3 separate regions of the Gossypium hirsutum genome follow, and regions 1 and 3 are each linked to region 2. A link is a contact called in public Hi-C data. All regions are on one chromosome and are shown on one strand. Each heading gives the region's core, a stretch centred on a gene start, on an enhancer-like site or on the middle of the called end of the contact. The rest is flanking DNA. Distances are from core to core; before and after follow the strand shown.

Region 1 (3,579 bases), core at 809-3,308, 300 kb before region 2:
ACAATCAGGTAACATAGTGATGATTGTGCTAAGAATTTTAAGGCGATGTCGTGTTTTCAGAATGGTGTTTCTGATGTAATCTTCACTAGGTTCATGGCTTACGAAACTCCAAAGTAAGCTTGGGATAAATTGAAGGAAGAGTTTCAAGGTACAGAGAAGACAAGGCAGCAGCAGCTTGTCAACTTAAGGAGGGATTTTGAGAACCTGAAGGTGAAGGAGTCTAAGACTGTTAAGCATTATTCTAATAGAATCATGGCTATTGTAAACAACATCAAATTGTTCTAATGATTTATAACGTCTCATTATCAACAAAAGTTATGATTTTGGGTTGATTCAAGATATGATTTGATTGGTAATCTAATAACTACCAGAATCAGTATGAGAATCAGCCAGAAGATCAGTATGGAGTTCAACTTAAGAGATCTATTAGTTTTTCTATCCATCAAGAGAAGTTTTTGTGAGTATCCATTCTGGAGAAAAGTATTCTATGTTTAGTTGAAGGGGATTTCGTCAATGGTAGGTTTTGTATTTATATACTTCTAAGAGATACCTTTGTTGTACTATGAAAGAATAAGATATGTATAGTTTGATAAGATTTAGAGTTAGTCAAGAAGTGAAGTGAGAGTTGGTACGTTAAGTATGGTAGTTGGCGTATAGGTATATATCAGATATTATGAAAGTATTTGCCAAAGATAGAGATGTGACCCATAATTTACAAGATGAGGAATTCAACTAGAAAGGTTCCAAGGTATTTTGTGCTAACAACTCACTCACTAAGTTCGCGTGAACTTACAAAGTGTTTGTTCTTGTTTCAGGTATTGCTACGAGAGTAAGTACGCCAAGAGGGAACAAGCCAGGAATGTGCCAACTAGGAAACGGTGAATTGGGTTATTATGCATTCAGAGGATATCTTAGGAGTAAGGCGTATAGCATAGTATGCCAAGATTAGTCTGTCTTTAATGAACTTTTATGTTGTAATGTCTTACATTATTTTAAAAGTCTGTTGTATTCTTGGATGTCTTCTTTATTTCTTTTATTCAGAAAATATTTAATAATACAAAAAGAGATATGTTGAAAAAAGATCATATGCAGATTGTTTAAACATTTATGCTAAGTGTTTGTATGTCGTAATATTCGATATCCAAAATCAATGATTCGGGTTGGGTAGAGGGTGTTACAAAACTTATCAATTTAAAGTATAATGACTAAACCCATAACTTATATGGAGTTGAAATTTGTTTACTCAATTTGATCGAATGCTTACCGTTAATTGCGTTCTTTGTTTTTAGACATTTTTTGGAGAGTAAACCTTCTTTGTAAGTGAGATTGTTTGGGTTGAGTGATTGTAAATTGAGGTTCTTTGTTGGGCTGTAATTACCTCACTGTATAATGGTAGATTGAGCTTTAGCTTTTACGATTCCAGATCCATTGTTTACTAAAATCTAGCTCTATTGAGTAAGATTGTTATTCAAATTGCGTTAACAAATATTGCGTGTCACTTTATTGTTTTGCTATACTATTTTTTAATCCGCTTGTTAATCTACCAAGTTTCGATATCTATTGAAACATCAATTGAGACAATATATTGGAACATAATAGCAAACTGAGAGGTTTTTATAAAATATTAAAATATTAATGAATTAACACCATTTTACGTTGATATATTGTATACAAAATAATTATATTAATTTGACATGAAAATAAATGTATGTAATCATTTCTTTAAATGTGTACAATTGAATCAAAATCAAAGTTTTATGTATACATATGAACCGCAAATCAAGTTTCATATGCATAATTGCACAAAATAAAAATTTATGTATCAAAATTACACATTGAACTAAAGTTAAATATATAAATTTGATATTTATTGTTAAAATTAAAAGATTGATATGATTAGTGATTTAAAGTGTGGGCAATTACCCCGTTAAAGTTGTAACCTAGAGGGTTACAAATCTTTGTGAAATCTTTAATGGGCATTGGAAGTTATCAAAAACAAGGCTCAACCCATTTCATAAAACTAGCTCTTTGGCCCATAGATCTTGTTAACTGTAAGAGATTCTGTGGACTGGGATAATTGTGTGGTTTACAAAGTCGATACTCCCATCTCCGTTTTGGATCAAAGCTTGGGCCAATCTGAGACAACCCAAACAAGCAGATTTTCCCAGTTTCCCGTAGCACAAGAAAACTGAGGAAGAAAAAGTAGAAATCAACCCTTTTTCCTCCTTATATTTCAGTTTGCTTTGCTTTGCTGCATCTCATTCTCACTTCACCTTTTTTTTTTTATTGTCTGGATCATCGGAAAGGTTCTCTTCTCAACCTCAGTTTTGTTTTCGCTTTTGCGGTTTTAATATTTTGAAAGCATTTATTTTCTTCACTTAGGGTATTGTTCTTTAATTTGATTTTTTTGGGGGTTGGGGGGGGGGGAGAAATTATCATCAAATGCATCAAATTTTCTGATTCAGTCTTGCGCTTTTGTAGAAATTAAAGAACCAATCATGAAGCTTGACACCAGCGGACTAGAATCGGCTGCTCCTGTCTGGGGTGCTCCCAGTGAACTTGTTGACGGGTTTTCGGCTGCTCCGTCGTTCGATCTCCCAAACACTACTGATGTGAGTTAAAAATTTCTGCTAATTTGGTACAACATTATTAGTTTCCCGTGTAAAGGGAGATGTTTGGGGCTTATTTTATGTGTGATCGGTGTATTGCAGTTTGATGGGTTTCAAAAAGAAGCTATCCAGATGGTAAAACCTGCTAAGGGTACCACCACGCTAGCTTTCATCTTTAAGGAAGGGGTCATGGTTGCCGCTGATTCTAGAGCTAGCATGGGAGGCTATATCTGTATGTTTCTCTTACTTTTTGTGTGTATTTTGCCTTAGTTTTTATTTTTCAGAAATTTGTTGGTTAGGAAATAGTCTATTAGTGGTAATTGTAGATTAAACCTTGTCATAAAAAAAACATCTATAATTTTTCAATCTTTTGTTTCTTCTTTTTTGTTGTGTTGGGGTAGAAATTGAATCGTGATTGTTGATTAGTATTCCTTTTCCTATCCTAAAATTTGGCAGCTTCACAATCAGTGAAGAAAATTATTGAAATCAATCCTTACATGCTTGGAACAATGGCTGGAGGAGCTGCTGACTGCCAGTTTTGGCACAGAAATTTAGGCATCAAGGTAATGGGACAAATGTGGCCCTCTTGTCAGTGGGATATTAGCATCAGGAAACTTTTTCCTCCTCTTTTTGTGTTGGATTGTTATTGTATGTTATATATACTGTATATTTTTGCATATTGGGTCCTATGCAAGGAAATGTAGAGAAAAAAAAGTCTATTGGTCATTTTGGCATTCTCTTGCAGTTTTCATTGATGATAAACCATGGGGTTATACAATGTAGAAAGTGAGATCTCAAAGGTTTCAGATATATACTTTTTGAATTGGCTCTATAATCGAACTACAGATGTCCTGCTTTTTCTAAAACACGTATATGAGAACAAAAGAATAGAAAAAATGATTTGATATTTAGCATAGCTTACTAATAGCTAACTAATTTCAATATCACCTTCAAATGTGACTCACACATA
Region 2 (3,237 bases), core at 723-3,222:
ATCCTGTTCATACTTGCAGCAGTTTCTACAGTTCTGAAATGATAGTCTTGTGAGAAATGCTTAGATCTAGAATATGTTAAATTCTATTCTTCAAGTTGATATGCTTACGACAACCCAGTATCTTTTGTCTAGAAGAACTTGTATAACCAAATATCTCTAAGAATTAACTCAACCATTTTACCACAACTTCGTTTTTATAATTTAAGGACGCAACTTATTTTCTTCTTTTCCTTCAATTTTGGTATTTTCCCAACTTCTCATCCTATATATTGTTTTTGTGACTGGCTAACTTGTGAACATTTCCATTTCCTTCTGAAATTTTGAATGTCATTTGCAGGTACACGGTGGGAGATATGGGCGTCCAGCGAGCTGAACCTCAACTGGAACCAAAGAAACCAAAGAAACATAGGAGGCAATCACGCAAAAAGATTAACCAGTCAATAGTAGATGAACTTAATGATGACGATAACCTACACTTAGAAATTGACCCAATTGTAAGAGCAACAAAGAATGAAAACCAGTAGAAAATTCATTGCTTTCTTACTTTGTGGTGTAAATGATAAGGTTCCTAACTTTTTTTTCCATGGAAGAGAATGTGAACTTGATCGCCCACTTGCCACTAGCCTCTCAAGTCTTTGACACTAAAGGGATTTGTCAAGTCTTGTTTGGTATACACTCTTCTGCAGCCAGCTAAACAGAGGCTTTCCGGCATTGGATAGCAAATCAATGATGTAATATGTCTCAGGAGCATCAAGAAGAAAGAGAAGGAGAATAGATGCAAATGAAGATTCTCTTCGACTAATTGATCAAGGCAAAAGAAGGAAGATAAAGAGATGCATAAAGGGGTTCTCTTCAACTAATTGTTTATTATAGTTCAAAAACTTTGAGAAACCTAGCCGACTAGATGGAAAGAAGGCAGAAAACATCAATTCATACCCCTAGCAACTTTCTAATGATGCTAAGATGAAATCAAAATGACCCTACTTCTTGGAGGATTTCTTCTTTGAACTCACAGCTACCTGTGGCTTGGGATGCTTCTCGGCCTCGCTTGGATCCAACCACTTGAGTGGGTGGCGGTTGAAGAAAGGCCAATTTGGAATAGTAATCAATGCGGTGAGGGTCACGCCTCCGGCATATACGAGCATCATCATCTGAAATGATCCCAACACATAACCAGCACCAAATGAAACCACTGCAAATACCAATAGCATCACCTGCATTATCTGCTCTGCTAGCTTTTGCCCTTGCCAATCCATCTATCCAATACAACAATTCAAAACCAACATAAAGCCCAAGACCAAGTATTAACACCATAAACAAATACCAAAACCAATTAACTAACCAGACTACAACTAAAAGACATCATTAATCTTAGCTCATTTTATTTCCAATTTCACTACTATTGCAGGTATCATGGATCCGGAACGCCAAACCGGTTCTCCTACAAGCCCGTTGTTTATTAAACCCTATTGTGACTTGGGAGCGAAGATCCCTAAACCAAAGCCCTAGAATGTTGTTCGGTTAGCAAGAATTGTTGATTATAAGATGATGTAAATGATTAGGGATCAGAAGGGGGGTAAAAGGAAAAGAGAGATTAGGAAATTGATAATCAAAACATAAAGGTTAAACATTAGGACTTGGTTTGGTATCGGAGAAAATAAACCTAAAATCATGCTCGAATGCCCAATCCCTTCCATAAATCTTAAATTTCGATCAAGGAGCAAATGAAAGGAATCAGAGAAATTGAAAAAGGGAGGTTGAATCAATTAGAAAGTGTAAAGCTCTAACCTGTGAAAGAGGGAGTAAAACTTACCTGAAAGTGAAATCAGAAGCGAAGAGAGGGAGAAGATGTCTGAAAGTGGAAGTCAAGAACAAGCGTTAGCGCAGGGTACGTTAAGAATTAAACTTCAGATTTTGATATATATCGACAACTGACGATATTTCATGGCCACACGATGAAAAGCAATATCCGTTGGATCAACTGTTCCAAACTAGGTGCAACCATGCTGTTTTATTCCAAGTTAAAATATGCTATAACGTGGAAATTTAATTATTGTAGTTTTATTTTTAGGATTTTAGTTTTTTATTTTTTAAATTTTAAAATCTAGATTTAATTGTTAATATTGGTATAATTATTTTATTTAATTCAGGTTTATTATAATATTATTTTTTAGTTATATTATTATCTAGTGAGTTTTTTTTTAAATTTCAATGTGATACCAATAAATTTAATAAAAAAATTTAATAATATTAACAGTTGGACTTAAATTTTGAAATTTAAAAAGATAAAGAGATTAAAATCTTAGAAATACAAAGAATAAATACCAAATTTGGGAATAGTATAAAGACTTATGAAATATTTTAACATTTCTTTTTTTTTGGTTAAACTGTAATGATAATTGATTTATGCGGATTTAATCCTACTTTTATTTACTCAAAAATTGATTCTTTTGCTACTGTTAATATTATTTAAAAATTAGGTATAATTACAAATTTAATTCCTCAACCATTACTTTTGTGACCCAACTTTTTTTTATTTATAAATATTACAAAAAAATTTAAAAAGATATTAAAAATTTAAAAACAGACTAGTTAAATTTTTTTTTGTAAAATTTCTCAAATGTGTCAACAAAAAAAAATAGCAAGTAAGTGTATAATATTTGATTCAGATGATGGCCAACCTATTTGGCATAAATCACGAAAATTTATTTGAGTTTCCAAGTGACGAAGACAAGACATGCCCAATCAAAGTAAAGGCAAGCAAGAAAACAAAATCCTATATTATTATCTCTAAGATATAAAATACCCCAAGACCTAGAGAGGCAAGTGCTTCGCCAGCTTGTCAGTTACAAATATGCTATATCTCTAAGATACGTCAAAGTTACTTAGATTTAGTGAAAAATGGGTTGATCACAATATCATTAACACTAAATTTCTTATGATTTTTTATAATATTTAAATGAGAATTGCAACTTAAATTCTTGTAGAAATGATTAATAGCAAGTTTTGGTTGTTTTCTTTTTACATCTCTAATTTGTTGACACATTTGAGAAAGTCTGATAATTTGTTAAGGTTTTCTTTTTATAATTAAAGCATAAAAAAATAAAATCTAAATTGAAAAAAACTGAAAAAATTAAGGAACTAAATTTGTGATTTTACCTTTTTTTAATAAGATTAATAGATAAACCTAACAAAAGGACTGGAAATGAGTAAATAAAAAAAGAGAGACCAATTTTG
Region 3 (3,523 bases), core at 47-2,546, 280 kb before region 2:
ACTATTTCACAGGATTGATTTCCAAATACTCAAGCATGCACTTAGACATTAAGTTTTGAACCAAAAAAATTGGAGCCAAGGGAATAGGAACAATAAATCTTTTCAATATCAGCATATGGTGATTTAGTTATGTTGCTCCTTACTATAAAAGTTTTACATTTAAAAAGAACAAAACGGTTTCTTAATTAAAAAAAGCTTATTAAAGACAAAATAAAGATAAAAAGCTTACCAGAGTTAGTTGTTACACTAGCTGTCTTATCATGATAGCGTCTGTTAGTGTGGCTTCGGCTACCATTTGTAACAGGACTCCTAGTTTCTTCAACTCCAGAAGATTCAAACCCCTCATCCACATCAACAGATGCCGCAATGCAGGTGATTTTTTCTTTTGCAACCTTGAATCCATCATCAACTTTAGGATTTCCTTGCTTCTCCCTAGCACCAATGTCCAAACCTAACAACTTAAAAAAATTCAATCAATAAACAGAAGGCGAATTGGAGGCAGAAATACCTAAAAGAAACATTCAACTGCAAGCTGTAATGGTATCCATAGGAAGAAGAAAACAATAATGTGTTATAGATAATTTAAAATGTAAAAGTGCCAAGCAAATTTAGGGAATAAAACTAATATGCCATTACTTTTTTTTCCCTTTTTCTAGACAAAGAGAGAATTGAATAGAATCATGGGTCATGGTAAGATATCAGAGAAAAAAGAGCGGTGAAAGTACTCTCAAAAACAAAACCATCAGAATAGACCGTAAACGGAGGAGCAATTATTACTATGAAAGTTGAATAAGAGCACAAAAAGCACTACTTAAAAGATAAATTGCTATCCAAAGTCACAAAAAACATAGCTAAGTAGAAGAAAACCAAAATAATCAGGTCATCTAAAAATTTCACCTCCAAACCCTAAATTGATACTTGTACATGAACGAGATACTGAAAGTGAAGCGGCAAGACTACTAGCAAACCTACTCATTGTTAATTTATACAATAAGGTTGAGATGAATAATATATCCTTCGTTTCCCGAACTCAGCAATTTGGGATGCAGTACCTGACATGATTCGATAGGGATTTCGACACAAGATACGGGTCAGATCCCGAAAAAATAGCAGACACGGCGGTGTGGGAAAACTAAGATGAGAAGAGAAGAAAAAGAAAAAAATTGATTTGCGAAGCCGCAAGAGAGATGGACGATGGTAGCAGGAAGATGATGATAGAAGGAAGGGAAAAGACTTCTCAAATAATTGAAAAAAAAGAACTTACGGTTTAATGAATGCAGTACCCTATACGCTTTTGAAATTTAAAAGGAAGTCTCTACATTTTAATTTAAAATGTTTTTTGCGGCGCATTTTCAAAAACCGCTAAAATCCCGAGAATTAGTGGCGCTTTTATAAAAACGCCGCTAAAACCCCGAGCATTAGCGGTACTTTTTTCAAAAACGCTGCTAAAACCATGAGCATTAGCGGCACCTTTTGAGAAAATGCCGCTAAATCCCTGAAAACTCAGAAAACGGCGCCGTTAGGCTTAGGTTTTCCAAATAGCGCCGCTAATGCTCCATTTTTAGCGGCGTGTTTTATCCAAACGCCGCTAAAAAGGCAACGAAAAACCTGTTTTGCTGTGGTGATAATTCGAATTTAATTATTAATTGTTAAAATTTAAATTAATATACATGATAAGAAAATTGAGGTAAGTATCACGATTGAATTGAATGATAAATACGTATTGGTATTGAATTTATTAATAGCAATTGTTGAATTTTGAACAATATGTTTAGTAAATAAAAATAAGGTGAATATCGATATTGAATTAAATGATATTGAATTGTATGTGAATTGAATGGAAATTACTAGTGATATGATTTGAATTAAAAGAATTAATGTGGTTTTGAAATGCATATTGGATTGAAAAATTGATTTGAATTGTATTAATGTGGTTTTGAAATGCATATTGGGTTGAAAAAGTGATTTGAATTGTGAACATAAGAAATTGTGAATTAAATGAAATTGAAATGAAGTATGAATATGTATGAGCATTTGATGGTATATTGATTGGAAAGTGGAAAATGTATTGAATTGAAATTGTGATTAAATTGGAATGATTTGAATTGAAAGTATGAGAAAGTGATTGAATTGAAATGTGATTCAGAAACCCTATTAACTAGTCGGGATAAGTCGGATATAGTTGGCATGCCATAGGATTTAGAAGAGTATGGGATTTATCGAATCTACCGATCAGGAACTTTATGCGTCATATATCAGGCACTTTATGTGTCGTATTTCAGGCACCTCGTGTGTCGTATCAGGCACCTCGTGTGTCGTTTCAGGCTCTTATGTGTCGTATACTGATCAAGTACTATGTACCCTTTTAGGCACAATGTGCTTACTGGTGTGTTTGGTTGGATCCGTGTATCTGCCAAGGTCCGAGTCTTGTTAATAGGGGTAAATAATTGAAATGAGAAAATTTGAATAAGTGCGATTGATTGAGCTATGGAAAGAAATGAGAAAGTGAAATTGTGAATTGATATGTGAATTGGGAATCAAGATATGAGATTTGAAGACATGAACCCAAAGTTCATGATTTGATTAAGAGTAAATTTTTGTTATATGATATTAATGAGTACAAATTGCAATAGAATTGATATTGAATATAGTGATAAATTGAATGAATTGTATATGAATTGAAATGAACTATTGGAATAAGATGTGAAAAATCCAATGAAATTGAGATAGTGAAATATTACTTATTGATAGATAGTGAAATATTGTCTATTGATATTAATGATCAAGTTGATTTAAGTATGAGACAATTAATGAATAATTGTAGGCATAAATTGAAAGTATATAATTTATCGATTAATGTTATAAATTTGAATTATGGCAATACCACTGAGTATACCCATACGCAACGTACAGTTGTTTCCGTGCACAGGTTAGTAGTAAGCCAGTGTCCGGTCCAGCATCTAGAGCAATCCTGATCTCAAATAAATTTTAGTGATGTATCTTTGTTTTGATAATGTGGCATGTACCTAGGTGATGTATAGGTTAAGTATATGAGATTTGCGATTATGGTTGTAGAATGATGTTTAAATTGGTTATAAGTTATCTGATATGTTCGGTAATGCTTCATAACCCTGTTCTAGTGACGGTTTAGGGTTAGGGGGTGTTACAGATCATGAGTTTTGAGTCGAAAAAATAGATAATCTAGCAAGCTGTTGTATGGGAAAGGAAGCTTTGGCGTTCGAAGCAGATAAGTTGGAAAGGCAAGGTAGCATCAGATGAGTATCTACACACCACCCTAAAATGCTAAGAATGTTAAAAGTTTGTATGGGTTCATGAGTATTCGCCATCCAAGTTTAGAATGTATGATTCCATAATGTTTATTCATAAATGCATATTATACATATGAATTACAAAATGGGGTCTTCTCCAAGATTAAACGAAGTTAGGATGAGAAGAATAGGTGATCTTATTAGATTCCGTCATACGGTGTTGTTGTGTTCACAAATGATGACCGGAGCATTGG

The links. Hi-C and Micro-C count contacts between places; a contact is called where the count stands out from the background.
Region 1: a Hi-C map of leaf shows a contact between it and region 2, with 2.9 times the contacts expected there. The contact joins the promoter of LOC107922441 here to the promoter of LOC107920887 in region 2. A contact is called at or near these places in 7 of 34 Hi-C or Micro-C datasets (callus, hypocotyl and leaf).
Region 3: a Hi-C map of leaf shows a contact between it and region 2, with 1.7 times the contacts expected there. The contact joins the promoter of LOC107921122 here to the promoter of LOC107920887 in region 2. A contact is called at or near these places in 3 of 34 Hi-C or Micro-C datasets (all in leaf).

Annotation. Positions count from the first base shown.
Region 1 is chrD01:53,757,352-53,760,930 of Gossypium_hirsutum_v2.1, reverse strand. It overlaps LOC107922441 (proteasome subunit beta type-5), which reads left to right and starts at 2,058. Exons shown (of 8, transcript XM_016852482.2): 1 at 2,058-2,306; 2 at 2,482-2,612; 3 at 2,712-2,841; 4 at 3,066-3,172. The coding sequence starts at 2,499.
Region 2 is chrD01:53,454,092-53,457,328 of Gossypium_hirsutum_v2.1, reverse strand. LOC107920887 (probable signal peptidase complex subunit 1) reads right to left here and starts at 1,972. Exons shown (of 2, transcript XM_016850706.2): 1 at 1,814-1,972; 2 at 835-1,256. The coding sequence starts at 1,256. The coding sequence ends at 981.
Region 3 is chrD01:53,734,138-53,737,660 of Gossypium_hirsutum_v2.1, reverse strand. LOC107921122 reads right to left here and starts at 1,296. Exons shown (of 4, transcript XM_041087424.1): 1 at 1,053-1,296; 2 at 230-451. The coding sequence starts at 1,059.